2 separate regions of the Rattus norvegicus genome follow, and region 2 is linked to region 1. A link is a contact called in public Hi-C data. All regions are on one chromosome and are shown on one strand. Each heading gives the region's core, a stretch centred on a gene start, on an enhancer-like site or on the middle of the called end of the contact. The rest is flanking DNA. Distances are from core to core; before and after follow the strand shown.

The links. Hi-C and Micro-C count contacts between places; a contact is called where the count stands out from the background.
Region 2: a Hi-C map of kidney shows a contact between it and region 1, with 3 times the contacts expected there. The contact joins the promoter of Ndufaf6 here to the enhancer-like site in region 1. A contact is called at or near these places in 10 of 12 Hi-C or Micro-C datasets (the A7r5 cell line, Schwann cells, frontal cortex and 6 more).

What each region holds. Positions count from the first base shown.
Region 1 is chr5:28,819,950-28,822,649 of GRCr8, reverse strand. The region is part of intron 2 of LOC120102827 (a long non-coding RNA gene); the gene reads left to right. LOC120102826 (a long non-coding RNA gene) reads left to right here. Exons shown (of 2, transcript XR_005504635.2): 1 at 1-2,583. Among named protein-coding and RNA genes, the nearest start is that of Cfap418, 27 kb to the right of the region's middle. Within about 2 kb of position 1,434, at least 11 of the 93 cell types and tissues checked have an H3K27ac peak or open chromatin away from gene starts, as enhancers often do. A contact at or near this core is called in kidney and liver, where this site is marked.
Region 2 is chr5:28,967,905-28,970,604 of GRCr8, reverse strand. Ndufaf6 (NADH:ubiquinone oxidoreductase complex assembly factor 6) reads left to right here and starts at 1,375. Exons shown (of 9, transcript NM_001276441.1): 1 at 1,375-1,582. The coding sequence starts at 1,386.

The DNA of each region.
Region 1 (2,700 bases), core at 185-2,684:
AAGGCTGGCGGGGCTTCCTGTGTTGATCGAGGAAAGAGAGGTAGAAAGGGGTGCAGAGGCTAAGGGATTATCTAGAGGGATCTGTTTTGGGTAAGGAAGGTCACAAGCAAAAGGGAATGGAATTAGGCAGGCCTAAGAGAAGGGATAGCAGTAAAGACACTCTGGTCCTGACTGGCCTTCATTTCCAAGACTGTTTATCTTACAGCATCATATATCAACTGTGTCTAGAAGTGTGCCCCGGTAGCCTTCTGAACCTGTGCATGCCTCGATAAAATGGAGAGGCTGGAATAATAGCCTGGGCTAGTGTGACTTCCAGGTCCGGTGTTCTTTCCAGGTACTAATCTTCTCTCCACGGTTCCTCTGTGAAGTTCCAGCCCCATTCAGAAAAGTCGTGAAATGTCACCAGCCATCTAGTAAGTACCTTGGGACGCGTGGAGTGGAAGCACCAAGAGCTGGAGTCAAAGCATCTCTCAAGGGCATTCACGGTTCCTCCCTGAATCTAGACATCTATGGAGAAAGCAGTGAGCTAGCCTGGTGTAGCCTCCCCTCCCCTCACACAGTGCCTTCCTCTTGGCACTTTCTCATGGGCTGGAGGCTCTGACAGGTCTGAGAACCTGGACTGCAGACTGTCTGGGGAGAGACTGCTGGCCTTCACCTTAGAGATTCTCACTGTGAAGGGGGGGACCCCCTCTGAGGAGCACAGTTGTTAGTCACAGGGCGGCAGATTGAGATTAGCCATGTGTAGAGATGCAGGTGTGGGGTGGTTTTGGGGCAGGCGGCTGTTCTGTGGGGCTGGAGGGTGCTTTTGGGATCCTGGGTCCAGGATCTTGTCAGGGTTTAGAAAGCAAGGGCCTTGACTTTAGGGTTTGATGCCATGGCAACTGGCTGGAAGCACAGGTACTGAAAGGGACTTAGCTCCTGGCCTCCAGCCCTCCTGTAGGGCAAGAGCAGGAGAAAGAGGCCTTTCAATCCCTCAAGACCTCTACCCAGTGTTTGTGCTTATTTCTGTGAAATCCAGGATAGACACCAGGTGAGCCGTACTTGTCATTTGGGGCAGTAATTTCTGCTTTTCTTTGCATTGCATTCTCAGGCACAAAAATGTGAGAGCATCAGATGATAAGTTATGGTTTTCTGCAGTAATTATAAAACCTTAAAAACAAAACCACACCGCCGCACCCTTGGAATGCGTGTGCTGAACACTCACGTCCAAAGGTCACGAAGACAAGGTTTCCTGGCCTCAGAGGCCCGTCAGCACAACTCTGCCAGGGCCAGCATCTCAGTCTCCATTCACTTCTTGTAATTGAGGAGTTACCTTAATGTTCCCTCTAGGTCTCCCTAGAGTCCCTGAAGTGCTGCAGGGAGCAGATTGGTCAGGTAACTTGTCCCATTTTTTTTCCATGGCGGCTACAGGGACATCTGGGCAGAAAGCATCATCAAAGTCCTTCACAAGGCTTGGGAGAAGGTGATGCTTATTCTTTGTAAACAGTGTGGATTAGAATAGGACATTTCGCCCAGAGGAAAAATAACAGCCCCTTGTAAGAGCAGCAGGTGGGATCTGATGGGAAACAACAACCAAAACAAAAACAAAAACAAAATGGGCGTTTTAGAACTGTAAGCACTTTCCCCAAGAGAGCAAAGCCTGAGGAAGATGTGGTCCTTGGTGCAGGTCTGCCCCCTACAGGCCAGATTCTCAATTCACTGGTTAAGTCTGCAGGGCTCGGAACCATAGGTTCCTGCCCCTGATGGCGCCCCGTGGCTGCTCTTTTTCACTGTGACACGTTGTCCCCAGGTAAAGTCCCTCCAGGGCCTCCCTCTTTTGACCGCTCCCTCATCTAGGAACATAACCTGGTGACTCAGCCGCACGCCCGCTGTGTAAGAATAATTTTAGACTATGAAAGAGGAAGTTTTAAGAGACATGCTTTCCTTTTCCTGTCTGGGAGTAGTGTGTATTTCTAGCTCCCACTTTCACATGTAGCAAGGCAGTTTCCATTCTGGCCCCATTAGAGTCAGAGATGATCTGTCCAGATTTGACCTCCTAGGTTTAACACAGTGCGATGCTTCAAGTCTGCCTGCGGATTCTAATGTCTGGTTATGACGGAGTCAAAGACACCGGACCTAAAAGACCAGTTATGATCCATCTTTTGGAAATGACCTGTGCTACTCAGCCCTGCCCGTCTGATCACTAGTGCCCCGGGGCTCTCTTGCTGCACACCTGGTACAGAATGATAAGCATTTAAACACGTTCATTTGTGCTTTAAGTGCTCCCTTCAAATGGGCCATGTTGGGCCTCCTGCTATCAGATGACGCTTGGTGGGCCCAAAATCTTGGTGTGGTGGTTTGAATATGCTTGGCCCGGGGAGTGGCACTATTAGGAGGCGTGGCTTTCTTGGAGTAGGTGTGGCCTTGCTAGAGGAAGTGCATCACTGTAGGGGTGGACAATGAGACCCTCCTCCTAACTGGGAGTGAGTTTTCTCCCAGTGGCCTTCAGATGAAGATGTAGAACTCTCAGCTCCTCCTGCACCTTGACTACCTGGATGCTGCCATGTTCCCTGCTTCATGATAATGGACTGAACTTCTAAACCTGTAAGTCAGCCTGGTTAGATGTCATGAGAGATGCCTTGGTCATGGTGTCTGTTCACAGCAGTAAAACTGTAAAAAACAAAGGTTCTCTTGATAAAAGTAGCAGGATGTCATCTTAAA
Region 2 (2,700 bases), core at 126-2,625, 150 kb before region 1:
AGGGTCCTCTAAAAAAGTGACAAGTGCTCTTTTTTCGTTTTTTAAATTGAAAATGGTTTTTCATACAATATATTCTGGTCCTGGTTTTCTCTCCCCTACTTCCTTGGAGATCATCCTCACTTCCCCACTCAACTAAGTCTACATCCTCTCTTTCTCTCCCTCATTAGAGTACAAACAATTGTTCTTAACAACTGAGCCATCTCTCCCGGTATCCTTTGAATTCTTTATCTTTTTGCTCCTAACTCTCAAATGCTGGTATTATATGTGCGTGCCACTATACCTAGAATATTCAATTAATAATAGTTGGTAAGAACATATCATTTGCAGTATAGTATAATTTTTATTGTATTTTAAACTATTGTATTTAAATATTTAAATTAGCACATATTAATTATATATAATAACGGCTTTCATTATGGCATGTACATTATGTATTTCAACATGTTTGCCTCCTGTTGCCTTCTTTTGTCTCCTGCTCTTCTGAGCTTCCATTTTGTCTTCTGAGCTCCTTCACCCCATCCTGTATTTACTCCTTGACCCATCTCTCCAGCCTTATACTGGAATTCTAAATTCTCCACTGGCAAAAGGCTTTGGCTCGATTCCTAGCGGAGAGGCTACTTTTCTTTCTCAGGTTCACAACTTTATCTTTTGTCTTGTTTCAAACTCACTGTGTAGTGTAGGCTGGCTTTGAACACTCGACACTTCTTGTCACAGCCTGCTTAGGGCTGGTGTTACACAAGTAACAAAACAAATGAGTCTGCCCTCTTGGGCTTTTAGAGCGTGGTGAGAGACAACCAATGGCAAATGATAATACTGTTACCAATTACTTTTTTAAAAAGAAAAGACAAAAGGAAAGAAAGTAAATTCTGCCCCCTCCCCCCTTTTCCCTCCCTCTCTATCCATTATCAAGTGGTTGATAATGGAGGCATAACCTGTTGCATCTCGCAAGCATCTTTGTTTTTCTCTTGGAGGTAGAGTGGCTAGTCAGTTGCACTCATTGAGGTCCACGCTGGGAGGTCTCTGGGAATGTGTGTGGGTGAATAGTGGGCATTCAGGTACAGCATGCTTCCTGCGGTGCAGTTACAAGCTAAGAGTCAACAGCGCCCTTGTAGAGGACCAAAGGAAGACGGGGGTCTCTGGGTGGCGGGATGTAACGTCAGTCGCTTCTTCTTTGAAAAGGAGGCACCCATCCCTTTTGGCGTTCCGGAGTCCAGTGAGGGCAGACGCTGGAGAGGACAGCCAAATCACCAGTGTGCGGGACCACAGCGACATCTGGCTCCGGTCTGAGTGGCGTCCTTCCTCTGCTGAGTTGCTGAGCTCTGCCGGGGGCGTGGCCGCTTGCCGGGGGCGTGGCCTCAGGGTCGGAGGGCACGTAAGAAGGTGTCATGGCGACCTCCATGCTGGGATCAGTCCCCGGTCCAAGGCCGTTCGGTTTGGCTGGTCTGTTCCGTCGCCGACCGCCTCGGGATCCGTGGGAACGTGTGCGGCGCCTGCCGAGGCTCTCGGCAGTCCGGCGCAGCGTGGCTGCAGCCAGCGGGCCGGGCATCCCGGATTCCCACCTCTATTGCCTGGAGCTGCTGAGGTGAGCGGCCGCGCCCGGGGGACTTTCCATCCCCGAGAGCCCAGAGCCCGTGGAACGAGGAGTGCTGAACCTGGAGCCTGGGGCTGCCTCCTCGCGGCCCGGCCCTGCGTTCTGCTGGGCCCCGTGCTGGTGCTTGGAGGAGGCCGCACGTGGCCATGAAATCCTGGCAGGATTTCTTCTTCAACTCAACACATCACTCTGCCTGAAGCCCAATTTTAAGGGACCCTTTGCATGGATAGCACTTTTTATTCGTGGACAGCTAGTGACTTTAACACCGTTAACTGACTTTGGGCTCTGTATGCTGTACTATATAAAGTGACTCACGGGGGCTGCGGATTTTTAGGTCGGTTGGTAAGGTGCTTGCCTAGCGTGCTTTGGATAAACACATCTCTCAGAACTTGGCACGCTCGCCTTTGACTCATCCTGTTAGGAGGTACGGGCTGGAGGCTCAAGTTTGACTACAAAGCAACCTCAAAGCTAAAAATTTGTTTACAAAAATAAAGTCCAAATCAACTTATTTAACGCTCCTTAAAAGTTGTAATTCCCGTAAGGGATTTTTAAGAAAGAGCATTTAGTTCTTTTTTTTTTTTTTTTTGGAGCTGGGGACCGAACCCAGGGCCTTGCGCAAGAAAGAGCATTTAGGAGCTGGAGAGATGGGTTAACGGTTAAGAGCGCAGGCCTCAGGGGAGGGGGAGGGGTTAGGGGGGATGTGGGCCCGGAAACCGGGAAAGGGAATAACACTCGAAATGTAAATAAGAAATACTCAAGTTAAAAATAATAATAATAATAATAATAATAATAATAATAATAATAATAATAATAATAATAAAGAAAAGAGCGCAGGCCGCTCTAGAGGACCCAGGTTTGATTCCTAGCACCCACAGGAGATCTAATGCTCTCTTCTGGCCTTCTTGGGCACTAGATAGGCACATGGTGCATAGGCATATGTGTAGGCAAAACACTCATACACATACAAACAAATACAATTTTTAAAATGAAGTTTAATAGTTTTAAGGAAATTTTCCTGAGATTTATAAGAACAGCCTCGTATGTTTTGTTCACCTGGTATCAGGAAAGACATCTGGGAGTTCCTCCATGGACATGTGGGGGTGTGGGGA